Linked DNA regions of Capra hircus: region 1 is linked to region 2. Evidence: chromatin contacts called from public Hi-C data. All regions are on one chromosome and are shown on one strand. Each heading gives the region's core, a stretch centred on a gene start, on an enhancer-like site or on the middle of the called end of the contact. The rest is flanking DNA. Distances are from core to core; before and after follow the strand shown.

What was found. A called contact is a pair of places that touch in the nucleus more often than the background predicts.
Region 1: a Hi-C map of blood shows a contact between it and region 2, with 5 times the contacts expected there. The contact joins the enhancer-like site here to the promoter of KLHL30 in region 2. A contact is called at or near these places in 2 of 5 Hi-C or Micro-C datasets (both in blood).

Annotation. Positions count from the first base shown.
Region 1 is chr3:3,386,929-3,394,821 of ARS1.2, forward strand. No RefSeq gene overlaps it. Among named protein-coding and RNA genes, the nearest start is that of UBE2F, 10 kb to the left of the region's middle. Within about 2 kb of position 3,848, at least 1 of the 5 cell types and tissues checked has an H3K27ac peak or open chromatin away from gene starts, as enhancers often do.
Region 2 is chr3:3,256,686-3,264,479 of ARS1.2, forward strand. It overlaps KLHL30 (kelch-like protein 30), which reads right to left and starts at 2,221. Exons shown (of 8, transcript XM_018040298.1): 1 at 2,128-2,221; 2 at 1-355. The coding sequence starts at 314.

The DNA.
Region 1 (7,893 bases), core at 2,598-5,097, 130 kb after region 2:
GGCCCATTCATCTTTTCAGGTGTTTTTATGCTACTGGTGAAAAATGTTTTATAGTTTAGTTCTTGGTAGGGGACATAAATAGTATGGATGTGTGTGTGACCACACATGATAGGCTGAATAAATAGCCCCTTGAAGATGTCCTTGAACTAATTATTGGAACCCGTGAATATGTTACTTTACATGGTAAAATAGACTTTGCAGATATGACTAAGCTAAGAATTTTAAAGATGGGGAATGCTGTAGATGGAATGCTTATGTCTCCTCATATATTGAGATCCTAGCCCTCAAAGTGATGATGTTAGTTTAGGATGTGGGGATGTCGGGAGGTGATGAGATCGTGGGGGTGGAGCCCTCAAGAATGGGATTAGTGCCCTCATAAAAGAGACTCAGACCACTCCCCTGTCCATTCTATGGGAGAACACAGAGAGAAGGTGGCCAGCTCTCAATCAGGAAGTGGAACCCATTACCAAATCTGCTGACACCTTGTCCTTGGACTTCCAGCCTCCGGAACGATGAGAAATACATTTCTGCTGTGTATGCCCACCCAGGCTGCGGTGTCTTGTTACTGCAGCCTAAATGGACTAAGATGGGGAGAGAGTCCGGGATTATGCAGCGGGGCCATCACAATCACAGGGTCCTTACAGGAGACTCAGGGCATCAGAGTCAGTGGTGGCGGCCGTGACAGCGGAAGCAGAGGCAGGAGTCCGAGGAAGGGGCCCGAGCCAAGGAGTACGGGTGGCCCCCAGAAGCTGGGAAAGGCAGGAACACGAGTCCCCTGAATCCTCTGGAAGCAGCAGGGCCCTGTCAACCTCCTGATCTTCGATTTCTGACTCTCAGAATCGTGAGAGAATAAATACATGTTTTAAACCCTCGTTGGCTGTGGCACCCATAGGAAGCTGATGCACAGTGCCTCCAGGAAACATGCCAGGAATGGTGGCTGGGGGCTTCAAGGGCAGCCTGGGATCTGGGCATTCAGGAAGCCTTCCTGGAGGACCTGGCCGGTGCCATCAGCCCAGGGCGTGTTCACAGGGATGCAGGATGCTCAGACGGTGCTTGCGGGAGGTGCTGCTGCCCGTGTTACATACGTTGTATAGTACCTGTAATTTTTTCATTGTTCCGAGTATCTGACCACGTGCACTTCAATGAGTGCTATGGGGGAGAAAAGAGCCAAAAACACTATTTTCCCTTAAAAAAAAAAAAACACATGGCTGAACATGTATATCCATGAGAGTTTATGTAAACTCTCGAAGGAGGAAGGCAGGAACGCAATCTGGAGTGACCACGCCGTGTTCTGAGCATCTGTAACAGTCCAGGGTGATGTCCATTGGTCTGGGTCTTGAGCTGCACCCTGCCCCCCAGCTCGGGACCACACTAGGGTCACCTGAGGCAGTCAGCTGGCTCATCAGGGCAGTCCCACCTCCAGAGACAGCCACTCCCCTGCAGCCACGGCTCTCTCACTAGAGACTGGGGTGAAGAACCAACATTCCAGGAACTCCTCTCCACACCCTCCTGACTGACATCTGATGGCAGAACTCCAGTGACGCCCACGCTGTGGTTTCTGCTTCTGAAGAGGAGAAGCCTCCGTTCAGAGAGGACCTGGGCCCCTGCTTGCTCTGCTGGCGTTAGGGGACCCAGCACAGCCCTTGCCCAGCACAGCCCTTTGAAAGAAAGTGAAAGTGAAGTCACTCAGTCGTGTCAGACTCTTTGTGACCCCATGGACTGTAGCCTGCCAGGCTCCTCTGTCCATGGGATTTTCCAGGCAATGGTGGGCTGCCGTCTCTGGGGTCGCACAGAGTTAGACACGACTGAAGCGACTTAGCAGCAGTACTGGAGTGGATTGCCATTTCCTTCTCCAGGGGATCTTCCCAACCCAGGGATTGAACCCGGGTCTCCAGCATTATAGACAGATGTTTTACCCAGCACAACCCTTTAGTAGGGGGGAAAAAAAAAACAAAACAGATCCTAAAAGCCTTCAGATCTTTTGACCCAGTAATTCCACTCTAGGGACTGACCTGGTGAGTAATCCAATTGTTGCAGAACTTGGAAGCAACCTCAAGCTCAGTATTGGGGGGAGGGTAACTAAATGACCGCTCATTTGCTTACAAGAATATGACACTGTGATTACGCTTGATTGTTAGGCAGATTATGTAGAATCTGAACATACTTATTAAATTGAATAAACAATCAACATTCAGATTGTATAAATTCAATGACCATCATTCTGAAAAACCAACAAATGGGCAGAGACTGGAACTAAATGAACAAGTGAATATAATTTTTGTTTCAGACTGGTAGGATTTTGAGTGAATTTTCCTTCCAAACTTTATTTTGTCTTCAGGACAATACAAAGGTCTCTTCTAAACATGACTGACCCTTACCTTGAGCACAGGTCTTGTGTCAAATAAATGATTTCACTGCTGCTACTCACTAGAGAAGCAAATAGGAAGCAGCATAAGGCTTCCTTGAACAGATGGTTTAAAAAACCAGGCAATGCAGGGACTTTCCTGTGGTCCGTGGTTAAGACTCTGTGCTCCCAATACAGGGAGCTAAGATCCCACATGCTGCACCCAAAAATAAATAAGGAAGAGAAAACTGTTTTGAAGTAGATGGTGACTAGTAGCGATCATATATGAGTTTTATGTCAAGTCTACATGGTTGTATGAATGCTCCTCCTCCATATGCTAAGCATACAGTACAGTCAAGTCCAACAGAATTCTGAACATGAGGTTTTCTACAAGAAAAGACGGTCTGCCTCACGGCAGCCCCGAGACACACACTGCAGGGAAAGGTGAGAGGCCGGGACGAAGACCCAGGGAGCACCAGGGCAGGTTACAGTGGAGGAGGAGGGGGGGGAGGACACAGAGAACAGGATGGAGAGAGACGCAAAGGCAGCCACGCTCACCATAGGTACTGCCTATTATTCTGGAAGTTCCGGCTGACTCAGTAAGGCACACGCCAGGAACAGGAAACGGGCAAGAGAAAGGAACAGGCCACATGACCAGACCACGTGATCAGAACCCTAGTGCAGATCCCGAGGCAGCTGAAAACCACAAACAAGTAAAACTGAACACACTGCTCTGTATGAAAAAAATCAATAGGCATGTTTCATGTCCCAACACCAGCTGGGAAGTTATCAAGAAGTCCTTTTCAGAGTCATGGGGAAGGGGCTGGGAGAAAGACATATGAAATATTTAAGTAAGCTTAAAAGAGGCGTGACTTGGGTAAAGGAAATTACAAACTCTCTGCCTCTCAGAATGTAGATGTCTGGATCAGGGAAGGGTTCAAAGACACCGTCTGCACGGAAAAGCCCACGTTGCTAGAGGGGACCACCGAGAACCAGCTGCCAGGGACAGGGGTCCCCAGGGCTGGTCAGAGCCTGCACAGGATGTCAGATGGAGGATAGGTTAATATCGCCCCATCACTGCTGGCCTGTTCTCAGCAACATCAGCCAGGAAGCCACCCAAGTCTCCACCCACAGGTCCTTGAGAAAATAGAGGGCATCAGCAAGCCAGAAGCTGGGAAAGGGCAGCTGCTCACAGAACCAGCGGACAGGCACCTCCTGGCACAGAAAAGTGTCCATTGTCTGTCACAAAATGGGAAACTCAGTGGCGTAATTGCCTGAATAGTATAATGACGTTGTGTCAAAATGGTCTGTTTGGATAGAGATAAGTTTACACACTAGCAGAAAGTATTTAGAAGCATATTGTATTAGCTTTTCTAGAGCCGATGAAACAAATTACTGAAAAAGGCGTGCCTTGAACAGAAGAAATTCATTGTCTCTCAGCTGGGAGCCTGGAAGCCCGAGGTCAGGGCGTGGGCAGAGTCGGTTGCCTCTCTCCCAGCTTGCGTCTCCTCCCCTTGCCCTCCCCTCATCCCTCTGTGCCCAGATGTCCCCTCCTTACAGGGACACCAAGCACGCTGGACTGGGCCCCGCCCCAGTGACCTCACCCTATTTCAGCTAGCTCTGTAAAAGCCCTATCTCTAAGGTCACATTGTGAGGCTCCAGGGGAGTTAGGACTTAACATGAATTTGGAGGGGACACAATTCCACTCTTGACACTCACACACCAACAGTCGCTCTGGGCTACAGTGTTAGAGGGAAGCACCCTGACTGAAACCGCCCCACCCTGGCCGGGCACCATAGTAACCATTTGCGTGAGTTATTTTACGACAGGGGCTCCTGTTAAGGAACACGGAACTAATAAGCCACCACTAACTGGAAGAGTTCAGGAAAGGTCAAAAGGAGACACCACATGACTGACCACTTCCCAGAATTCTTGTCGCTGGCTTCCATCTTGGCTGAGCAACACGTGCACCCCCAGGAAGGACTCTGGGTCAGAATAAATTGGCCAAAGACCACCAAGGGGATGACAGAGGATGAGATGGCTGGATGGCATCACTAACTCAATGGACACGAGTCTGAGCAAACTCCAGGAGACAGTGAAGGACAGGGAAGCCTGGCGTGCTGCAGTCCACAGGGTCACAAAAACATGACTGAATGATTGAACAGCAAGGAGCGTGGCAGAGTCCTCTGAGGCAGGCCGTTATGTATAATTGGAATGCTGCCACTGCTGCTGCTAAGTCGCTTCAGTTGTGCCCAACTCTGTGCAACCGCACAGATGGCAGCCCACCAGGCTCCTCAGTCCCTGGGATTCTCCAGGCAAGAATACTGGAATGCGTCGCCACTTCCTTCTCCAATGATTAGAATAACAAAACAGAAACAATAAAAAATGAGTCAAAGGAACAGTTCCAGCATGGAGTCAGAGTCGGCTTCTTCTCTGTGCCTAACCTCTAAAGAACAGCCCACTAATAAAATGAGCATTTTCCGTGCCTTTTAAAAATGAATATCATAGGTCACTGGGCTGAAAATTGAGAGAGGAGCTCTGAAATTCTGCTGCTTCTACAGAGCAGCAAAAAATTGGCCCAAACAGTCACAGTCCATTTTATGAGACTCTGGAAATTAACCAGAGACTGGCAACAAGTCTGAACAAGACTCAACAACAAAGCGACAAGTCAGGAAGCACTGATCCCAAGGAGCAGGTGAATCTCAGCGAGCGCAGTTGGAACCTGTGGGGCCCATGTGTGCTGGTCCTATCCCCTGCCTCCCAGCCCCGCAGGAGCCGGAAAGCTAGAGAGACTGAAACACAAGCAGACCAGGAGCAGCCTGGGTACAAAACCAGAACTCTGGCCACAGCCTGCAGCGGCGGCCCAGGACCCTGACCCGCTCCCCACAATACACGGCCCAGGAAACAGCCTGCTCTAAGTCAGACTTGCAAGGAATGGGATTGTTTTCATTCTAGGAATCTAAACAATTACTTCCTAACAATCTGCCTCAAATGGCCAGGACCGGATGAATAACTGACAGCTTCCCTAAATTTTGTCCCCACGTCCAGTTCAGGACCAATCAGAGAAAGCCAAATACACTCATCACGTGGGCCACCCAAGGCCCACAGCCCCAGCAGGCACTCTGGAGGCTTCCTGTCTCCCAGCAGAAAGCCCTCTTTCCTCTGCCTGCCTTTGTGTGTGTGTTTGTGAATGCTCATGTGTGCACACTCGGTCATGTCCAACTCTTTGCGACCCTATGGACTGCAGCCCACCAGGCTCCTCTGTCCATGGAATTTTCCAGGCAAGAATACTGGAGCAAGCTGCCATTACCATATCCAGGGGATCTTCCTGACCCAGGGATCGAAACTGTGTCTCCTGCTTTGGCAGGCAGGCTCTTTGCCAGCTGAGCCACCTGGGAAGCTCTGCCTGCCTTTGAGTCTTTGCAAACACAAGTAATGGCGGCTGGCCCTCTTTCTACAGCCAGCTCTGAGTAGATACGTTTTTGGTTTTTTTTAGGGATGTTTAAAACATAACAATGTGCACTTAAGGACTTGCCTTGAGATCCAGGGGTTAGGACTCCACGTTTCCATGGGGTGCGGGTTTGATTCCTGTTTGGGGACTGAGATCCCACAAGCCTCTCAGAATGGGCGAAAAAAACACAGACCCTTACACTTATTAATAATTACACTACCTATGCCTAAATATAGCTGAATATAATTAATACTATGGAATGGACATATGTGTATGCGTGTCTGTTATTGTCTGTCTATACTCTCTACTTATCGTATGCTTTAATGGAGGCTTTGCTCTTCTCATTGGTTGGTCTTTCCTGATTTCCATAAAAATAACAGCCCATGTTCCCGGCAGGGGAAGAACAGATCTTCATAAAGAATTATCCTCTTTTGACTTGTCTGGTAACTAACTCCCAGAAAGACAAGTTCAAATGATTTATCCTTATTTCCTGACTTGCACCTTGGCCCCAGGGCTTAAGCCACAATGTAGGGGGCATTTGTCAAAAATATTCACAGACAAATTGTTGCTGCCTAAGGCAATGGCACCCCACTCCAGTACTCTTGCCTGGAAAATCCCATGGACGGAGCGGGTCAGGGTCCTGGGCCGCCGCTGCAGGCTGTGGCCAGAGTTCTGGTTTTGTACCCAGGCTGCCCCTGGCGGTTCCCTGCGGGGCTGGGAAGCAGGGGATAGGACCAGCACACATGGGCCCACAGGTTCCAACTGCGCTCGTTGAGATTCACCTGCTCCTTGGGATCAGTGCTTCCTGACTTGTCGCTTTGTTGTTGAGTCTTATTCAGGCTTGTTGCCAGTCTTTGGTAGGCTGGTAGGCTGCAGACCATGGGATCGGGAAGAGTCGGACACAACTGAGCGACTTCATTTTCACTTTTCGCTTTCATGCATTGGAGAAGGAAATGGCAACCCACTCCAGTGTTCTTGCCTGGAGAATCCCAGGGACAGGGGAGCCTGGTGGGCTGCTGTCTATGGGGTTGCACAGAGTCGAACACAACTGAAGCAACTTAGCAGCAGCAGCAGCAGCAGAAAGGCAATAGTTAACACCTGGGGCAAAGGATATGTGTGCTAAATCATTTCAGTCATGCCTGACTCTCTGGGACCCTATGCACTATAGCCTGTCAGGCTCCTCTGTCCATTGGTTTCTCCAGGCAAGAATACTGGAGTGGGTTGCCATGCCCTCCTCCAGGGGATCTTCCTGACCCAGGGATCAAACCCAAATCTCTCTGCTGCATTGGCAGGCACGTTCTTTACCGCCGGATCCACCAACCAAAGAGCTTTCTTCCTTTTCTTGGAGAGTTGTATTAGAAATCAAAATCTGGGTGCTGGGCATGCCCGTCGCCACTGGGGTTTGGACCTGGCTGGAGAAGTTATAGGTGCAGCCCACTGGATACCGGATAGGTTTGCTGGTTTCTCCTTGTCAGAACGGGTCTGCGGTCACAGAGCTAGCAGAAAGCTGTCCTCCAGAGGTCCGGCTGAGAATAGGTAGCCATCAGCTACGAATGGCCAGGCGCACAGACACACAGAGCGAGTGGGGCTAGCGGGAATCCTCCAGGGTGCAGGTGGACCCAGGTAAGACGCGGTGAGGGACCAGAAGGTGAGAAGAAGGAATCAGCATGCTGGTGGGCCAGGAGGCATGGAGAGCGTGGCGTCTGTACCAGGGGGACCACAAGGAAACTGTCACCAGGCCAGGCTGCAAGGCTGCTGAGCAGCCCTGTGTTCTCAGTACATGCTGGGGGCAGAGCACCACCCTAACGGCCCATCAGACAGCTGTGCAGGCAGGCGAGCTCCTCTTCATGTGTCCCTGTAGCACCCTCTACTGGGGCCTTAACACTGTGTTCACTGGTAGAGGCAAAAGGCTTCAAGAATTCTTTCACCACTGCAGAGCCGGTACTGAAGGGTGAATTTGGAGCTGGGAGGGGATAGATTGATCACCGGCACCAATCAGGACAGCTCCCTAAGTATTCCTGCCTATTAATCCTAACATGGGCATCAACTGCCCATCAGTTTCAATTCACTGGTTTTGTTCACATCAGGGTCATATTTT
Region 2 (7,794 bases), core at 971-3,470:
GCCTCCACGTTGCCCTGGGTGACAGTCAGCCGGCCTGTGTACACGAAGTCCACCAGCTGCGCCACCACAGCGGGCTCCACGTCCCGCAGCTCCACACGCGCTGAGAAGCTCTCCGCGAAGTCGCCCGCGAACATGGCGTGGAAGTAGGGGCTGCTCAGCGCCAGGAGCCCGCGGTGGCAGGGCAGCTCCCGGCCACCCACCAGCAGGGTGACGTCCACCAGCTTGGGCTGGGAGCGCAGCCTCTGCAGGCCGTCCAGTACGTCCTGGGCATGCGAGGGCAGGTGGAAGTCCAGGTCGTCCACGTTCCGCACCATGACAGTGAGGTTCACCTACTCACGGGCGTCCGCGCGGGCTCCTGGGGAGAGGAGCCAGCAGGGTCAGCCAGGGGGACTGTCTCACCCGAGTCACCCGTCAGGCTGACCGCTGGTCTGAGCATCAACCACGTGTGAAGTGCTTCGCCCAGCCTCTCACCTAAACCAGCCCCGAGGCCCTGGGAGGCAGAGGCGTTGTCTTTCCCAGGTGAGGCGGTTGAGGCTCAGAGAGGCTAGGCAATCAGGGCAGGGTGGGCCAGCAAGAGAACCAAGCCTCAGCCCCTCTCTGCACCTCTGGACTGTGCGGAACAGACCCCCTGGGGCACGGGGGTCCCTGCCACCCCCAACACTCCTAGTGGCCTCTTCTACTCCCAGATCCCCCTTGCTGGGAAGGGCATCCGCAACTGAATATATTCAGCCCCGCAGGTCCTTACTGGCCTGTGGTTACAGGGAACCTCGCCTGCCATGACCTTGCTGGGTGACCTTGAGTGAGCCACGCCCCTCTGTGGTCCTAGCCTCATCATCTGCAGACTGAGAGGCTGGAGGTGAAAGGGCTGGGGGATCAGCCGTGCCCTCACGGTGCCCCCCATGGACCAGGCCATCCTGGATTTTGCACAAACACTCGCCATTCAGCCCTCATGAGAACTCCGCCAGCCGTCGGCTGCTGTTCCCGTCCCTTTAAAGCTGGGGAAGCAGAGGCAAAAAGAGGCTCAAGTCCCTTGTCCAAGACTACACATCTCGGGGGTCCCGGGCCCCCGGACCCCCCAGGTAACATGTCACTGGATGTAGGTTGGTAAAGACAAACAACCAAAAGAGAGCAATCTCAGCTCGAATCGCCTGATCCAGCAAACGCACTTCTGGGCTAATTTAATTATGCACATATTTCCTTACGATCTTCTGAAATTTTTGCCCTAAGAAAACCGCCCCGGAGAAAAGAAAGTTCTGTGCAGCTTGTCTTCCCCCGAGTGACCACACAGCAAGAAGCTGCACCCTGAGATGCCGTGAGTCCACCAGGGGGCGCCTTAGCAGCCAACAAAGCGAAGGCCAGTGCAAAATGCCGGGTCCACCCAGTGCCATCGAAACGACAAAGCCCAGAGCTCCCGTACGGAGACCTTGCACTGCGGACGCCCAGGTCCCGTGCCGGCGGCAGGAACGTGAGCAGGGAGGCACACAGAGAACCCACCCAGAGGCCCAAGAGCCTGCCTGGGCTCCGCTGGGTCAGGAGGGGTCCCGGGCCCTGGTGGGCGTGCAGCCTGCCTCACCCCTCCCCGTAAGGCCCTCTGGCTGGGGGGAAGGCAGCACGTCCCTCCCAGGGGAGCACAGGAGATTAGCCAGGCGGCTCCCGCCCCAGGCAGCCGGGGGCCAGCGGGCGGGAGCACCTGGCACCTTCCCGGAGAGCCTCAGATCATCTGCTGACACCTGCCGCCCTGCAGTCCTCGCTGGGGGCTGAGGCTTCCGGGGGGCTCAGAGCCCCCTGCCCAGTGCCTGCCAGGCCGGGAGTGAGGAGGGCAGAGTGGGCAGGACAGCAAAGGGCCTCAGTCCAGCCCTGGCTGGGGCTGGACGTCACGGCCCTGGCTGCAGGCGGAGGTGTGGTCCAGCATGCCCCTCACTTCTCCAGAAGGACCTGGAGGGAAGCAGGCCCGCTGAGCCCCCATCCCTGCCCCCGAGGGCTGGGTCTAGGCTGTGTGCAGGTCTCTCCCCAAGGCACCCAGGCTGGGGTCTCCAGGCCCACTGGGCTGTCCACTAAAACTCCCCCTCCCCTGCTGGTCCCAGCCCCGGTCCTCACCTCCCACTTCTGGCTGCCCCCCAATCCTACCTCTCAGTGGGTCTCTGAGACCTTGTCTCAGAACTCGGGCTGGAGAACACGACTGCCCAGCCGGCCAAGGGGCATGGAAGACCTGCTGGGATATGACAGGGCCGGGCTGGGCTGGGCTGGGCTGGGCTGGCAGCCACGTGGGGACAGAAGGGTATTTTTAGTCTCTGTCAGCATGGGCGGTGGGCGGTGGCCAGTAGGGGGAGGAGAGAGGTGACAGCTCCTCTCTGCCTGTCCTCTCTGAATGGCCATGCTGGCCGGGAGCCTCCTGTGACCTCTGGGCCAGGACAGACGGCAGGAAGCACCGGGGGAGCGGCGCGTCTGGGCTTACCCCTTACTCCCAGTGAGGCGTGCTGGCTCTCTCCCTTCTGTTTTTTCATTGGCAGGAGGGGCACAGTGAAGCCTGAGCCGGGGACTCAGGGGCCCCATGGAGCCCCCAGTTCAAGGCCAGGGTGTCATGGGGGCCCGGCACGTACCAGCTTTCCTGTGGTTGTTGACAGGAGCTCACATGGCCTCTTATTTTCTACCACGTGGGGAAAAGTGCCCATGGTGAGGAAATGGGGTTGCTCAGCAAAGACTTCCAAAACCTGGGGTCCCTGGTGCCGGGGAGTCTTGGTGGTAAAGGAAGGGCTCAGAGAGGCGCCTCCCAGGCTGGTGATGGGGGTGTGCAGTCCCGAGGCTCTGTCCGCTTGTATTGCGGCCTTGGCCTTGGGCCTACCCTGCTGTCTTTATTAGTAGTAATGCCCAGGAAGGCTAAGAAACGGGATGGCCTAAAAATACAGCCGCGGAGGCTCGTGGCCTCCTGGGAGGCCTGGGTTCACGGCAGTCTCAGGGGAACTCCTGACGCCTGAATCTCTGCAGCTTCTGGAGTCACAGGCCCTACCAAGTCTGGGGTGAGCTGGAGGGGCTGCAGGGCATCTCTCATGCCAGGGGACAGAGGGAGCATCTCTCATGCCAGGGGGCAGAGGGGGCATCTCTCATGCCAGGGGGCATAGGAGGGCATCTCTCATGTCAGGGGGATAGGAGGAATCTCTCATTCCAGGAGGCAGAGGGGGAGTCTCTCATGCCAGGGGGCAGAGGAGGTGTCTCTCATGCCAGGGGCAGAGGCGGCATCTCTCATGCCAGGGGACAGAGGAGCATCTCTCGTGCCAGGGGATAGAGGGGGCATCTCTCATGCCAGGGAGCAGAGGACCATCTCTCATGCCAGGGGCAGAGGGGGCATCTCTCATGCCAGGGGCAGAGGGAGGCATCTCTCATGCCAGGGAGCAGAGGACCATCTCTCATGCCAGGGGCAGAGGGGGCATCTCTCATGCCAGGGGCAGAGGGGGGCATCTCTCATGCAAGGGGCAGAGGGAGGCATCTCTCATGCCAGGGAGCAGAGGACCATCTCTCATGCCAGGGGCAGAGGGGGCATCTCTCATGCCAGGGGACAGAGGGGGCATCTCTCATGCCAGGGGCAGAGGGGGGCATCTCTCATGCCAGGGGGCAGAGGGGGCATCTCTCATGCCAGGGGCAGAGGGAGGCATCTCTCATGCCAGGGAGCAGAGGACCATCTCTCATGCCAGGGAGCAGAGGGGGCATCTCTCATGCCAGGGGACAGAGGGGGCATCTCTCATGCCAGGGGCAGAGGGGGGCATCTCTCATGCCAGGGGGCAGAGGGGGCATCTCTCATGCCAGGGGGCAGAGGGGGCATCTCGCATGCCAGGGGCAGAGGGGGCATCTCTCATGCCAGGGGGCAGAGGGGGCATCTCGCATGCCAGGGGCAGAGGGGGCATCTCTCATGCCAGGGGGCAGAGGGGGCATCTCTCATGCCAGGGGACAGAGGGGGCATCTCTCATGCCAGGGGGCAGAGGGGACATCTCTCATGCCAGGAGGCAGAGGGACGTTTCCAGCTCCAGGCCTTCAGGCACCAGGGAGGCCAGCTGGGGGGCTCTGCCTGTCAGCCCCTCCATCTTGTACCTGCTCGGGCCTCACCAGTACAACCAGTTTCTAGGTGTGCTGGGACGTGGAGGAGTCAGGTGGCCAAGGCTGACCGGCCTCCCAAAGCCCATTGGGGACTCGTTGGTGCTCTTACAGGGCAGAGGGGCCTGGAGGCACCAGGGTGATGGGCCCCTCTCCTGGCAAGGTAAGGGAATTTCCCCAGGGTGTCTGGGTGTCAGGACAGCACGTGTTTGGGACAGCTGTCTCCTCCCGGGCATGCGGGAGCTGGCCTGGCTTCCTGCTGGGGCGCTCGTTGTGAGCCAGCCCGCCTCTGCTCTCATGTGGGAGTGTGTTCATCACACAGAGACTGCAGGGATCGCCTGCCCGCCCACACGTTCGCGGGGCCTCCCACACGCTGCTCACTCACAGCTGTCCTGAGTCCGTACTTCCCTCCCCAGCCCAGTCCAGCCAGGTTAGTCATATCCTAGCCCAGCTCAGCCCAGTCACAGCCCAGCTCAGCCCAATCCAGTCATATCCCTGTTTAGCCCAGCACAGGCCAGCCCAGTCATAGCCTAGTTCAGTCCAGCTCAGTCATACCCCAGCCCAGCCCAGGCCAACTCAGTCATATCCCAGTTCAGTCCAGCCCAGTTCAGCCTAGCTCAGCCCAGTTCAGCCCAGCTCAGCCCAGTCCAGCCCAGTCATATCCCAGTTCAGTCCAGCCACATCACAGTTCAGCCCAGCCCAGTCATATCCCAATTCAGTCCAGCCCAGTTCAGCCCAGCCCAGCCCAGGCCAGACCAGTCATATCCCAGTTCAGTCCAGCCTAGCTCAGCCCAGTCCAGTCATATCCCAGTTTAGCCCAGCCCAGTCCAGCCCAATCATAGCCCAGCTCAGCCCAGTCATATCCCAGTTTAGCCCAGCTCAGCCCAGTCCAGGCCAGTCATATGCCAGTTCAGTCCAGCCCAATTCAGCCCAGCTCAGCCCAGTCCAGCCCAGTCATATCCCAGCCCAGCCCAGCTCAGCCCAGCCCAGCTCAGCCCAGTCCAGCCCAGTCATATCCCAGTTCAGCCCAGCCCAGCCCGGCCCATGGCCCTGCCCCTTCCCCAGAGCCCCAGGACTCCCCCAGGCTCCCTTAGCATCAGCCTCACTCCCGGGGCTTCATGAAGCCTCCAGCTCTCGCTGTGTCCAGGGCCATCCTGGAGAAGGTGCTGCAGGGGGAGCAGAGGCTTTGGTTTTGCCTCCCAACCCCAGCCCCTACTCTGTTTGCGGGCAGAGCACGAAGGGTTAATGCACCCCTGACTTGGGCCGTAGGAGGCAGGACAGGCGATGCTGACGACAGGCCAGGGTCATGGGCAGCTCCCCGCCCCCTGCCTGTGTACAGCACTGGGCACCAAGAACGGACGCCCTACGGGGACCCAGCGCCTCGGATGACAGGTCAGTTTGGGAAACTCGAAACCAGGGGCTCAACAGATCTTCATCGTCGGATTGCTCCCCAGTGGGGCAATTTTTAAAAATACGCTGCCTGTTCCTTTTCATGATGATAAAAATAACACATGTTCATGGCGGGAGATTTGGAAAACACAGAAAGCCATGAAGCAGACAACCAGCAGCAGACAATCCCGGTGAGCACGCGGGGGTCAGGACTGCGGCGCGGCCCGGGTTCTGTTTGATACTCTGTGGCGAGCATTTCTGATGTGATGAGCCATTTCTGATGCGATGAGTCTTTGGACCGCACGATTTTTAATTCCATCATAATGGGGACACATCACGCTTTAAGAAGGTGGAGGACGTGCAGGTTGGGAGCCATGTGGACTGTGATGACACAGGCGTCACCTCTGTGCCTTGCCCCGGAACAGATTGGGAGTGTGAGATGACCGCGGTAAAGCACACAATCATCTTTACAGCCTGATGCGTGGACAGAGGGTCGTCCAGCTCGGGTGATCGAGGCACTTACCAGCAGGAGGTAAGACCACCCCACCCCCTACGCTCAGCCTGGCCCCGTCCTGCTGTGAGGTCCTGCACAACCACACCCGCCCATCCCCTCAGAGGGTGTTTCACGGATTTACTTGCTCGCAGTATCTCTTATTCCATCTGGGATCTATCTGGGGCATGGGGTGCTGCAAGGTCATACATTTTCTTCCCCAAATCGTTCCCGACACTCTCAGCTCTGTTATTAACAATCCCTTCTTTCCCCGCTGGATTTGCTGCAGCATCTCTGTTGCAAAAGGGCAATGTTTTCTGTGTGAAGTGTCTCTTCTGCTGATTTGAATGACCATATTCTAGGGTCAGAACAACCCTATTCTATCAATGGACTCAGTTCAGTCATATCCGACTCTTTGCGACCCCATGAGCCACAGCACGCCAGGCCTCCTTGTCCATCACCAACTCCCAGGGAGTACCCAAACCCATGTCCATTGAGTCGGTGATGCCATCCAACCATCTCATCCTCTGTCGCCCCCTTCTCCTCCTGCCCTCAATCTTTCCCAGCATCAGGGTCTTTTCCAATGAGTCAGCTCTTTGCATGAGGTGGCCAAAGTATTGGAGTTTCAGCATCAACATCAGTTCTTCCAATGAACACCCAGGACTGATCTCCTTTAGGATGGACTGCTTGGATCTCCTTGCAGTCCAAGGGACTCTCCAGAGTCTTCTCCAACACCACAGTTCAAAAGCATCAATTCTTCGGTGCTCAGCTTTCTTTATAGTCTCACACCCATACATGACCACTGGAAAAATCATAACCTTGACTAGACAGACCTTTGTTGGCAAAGTAATGTCTCTGCTTTTTAATATGCTGTCTAGGTTGGTCATAACTTTCCTTCCAAGGAGTAAGCATCTTTTAATTTCATGGCTACAATCACCACCTGTGGTGATCTTAGAGCCCAGAAAAATAAAGTCAGCCACTGTTTCCCCATCTGTTTCCCATGAAGTGATGGGACCAGATGCCATGATCTTCGTTTTCTGAATGTTGACCTTAAGCCAACTTTTTTACTCTCCTCTTTCACTTTCATCAAGAGGCTCTTTAGTTCCTCTTCACTTTCTGCCATAAGGGTGGTGTCATCTGCATATCTGTGGTTATTGATATTTCTCCCAGCAATCTTGGTTCCAGCTTGTGCTTCCTCCAACCCAGCGTTTCTCATGATGTAATCTGCGTATAAGTTAAATAAGCAGGGTGACAATATACAGCCTTGACGTACTCCTTTTCCTATTTGGAACCAGTCTGTTGTTCCATGTCCAGTTCTAACTGTTGCTTCCTGACCTGCATACAGATTTCTCAAGAGGCAGGTCAGGTGGTCTGGTATTCCCATCTCTTTCAGAATTTTCCATAGTTTATTGTGATCCACAATCAGAGGCTTTGGCCTAGTCAATAAAGCAGAAATAGATGTTTTTCTGGAACTCTCTTGCTTTTTCGATGATCCAGCGGATGTTGGCCATTTGATCTCTGGTTCCTCTGCCTTTTCTAAAACTAGTTTGAACATCTGGAAGTTCACAGTTCACATATTGCTGAAGCCTGGCTTGGGGTATTTTGAGCATTATTTTACTAGCGTGTGAGATGAGTGCAATTGTGCGGTAGTTTGAGCATTCTTTGGCATTGCCTTTCTTTGGGATTGGAATGAAAACTGACCTTTTCCAGTCCTGTGGCCACTGCTGAGTTTTCCAAATTTGCTGGCATATTGAGTGCAGCATTTTCATAGCATCATCTTTCAGGATTTGAAATAGCTCAACTGGAATTCCATCACCTCCACTAGCTTT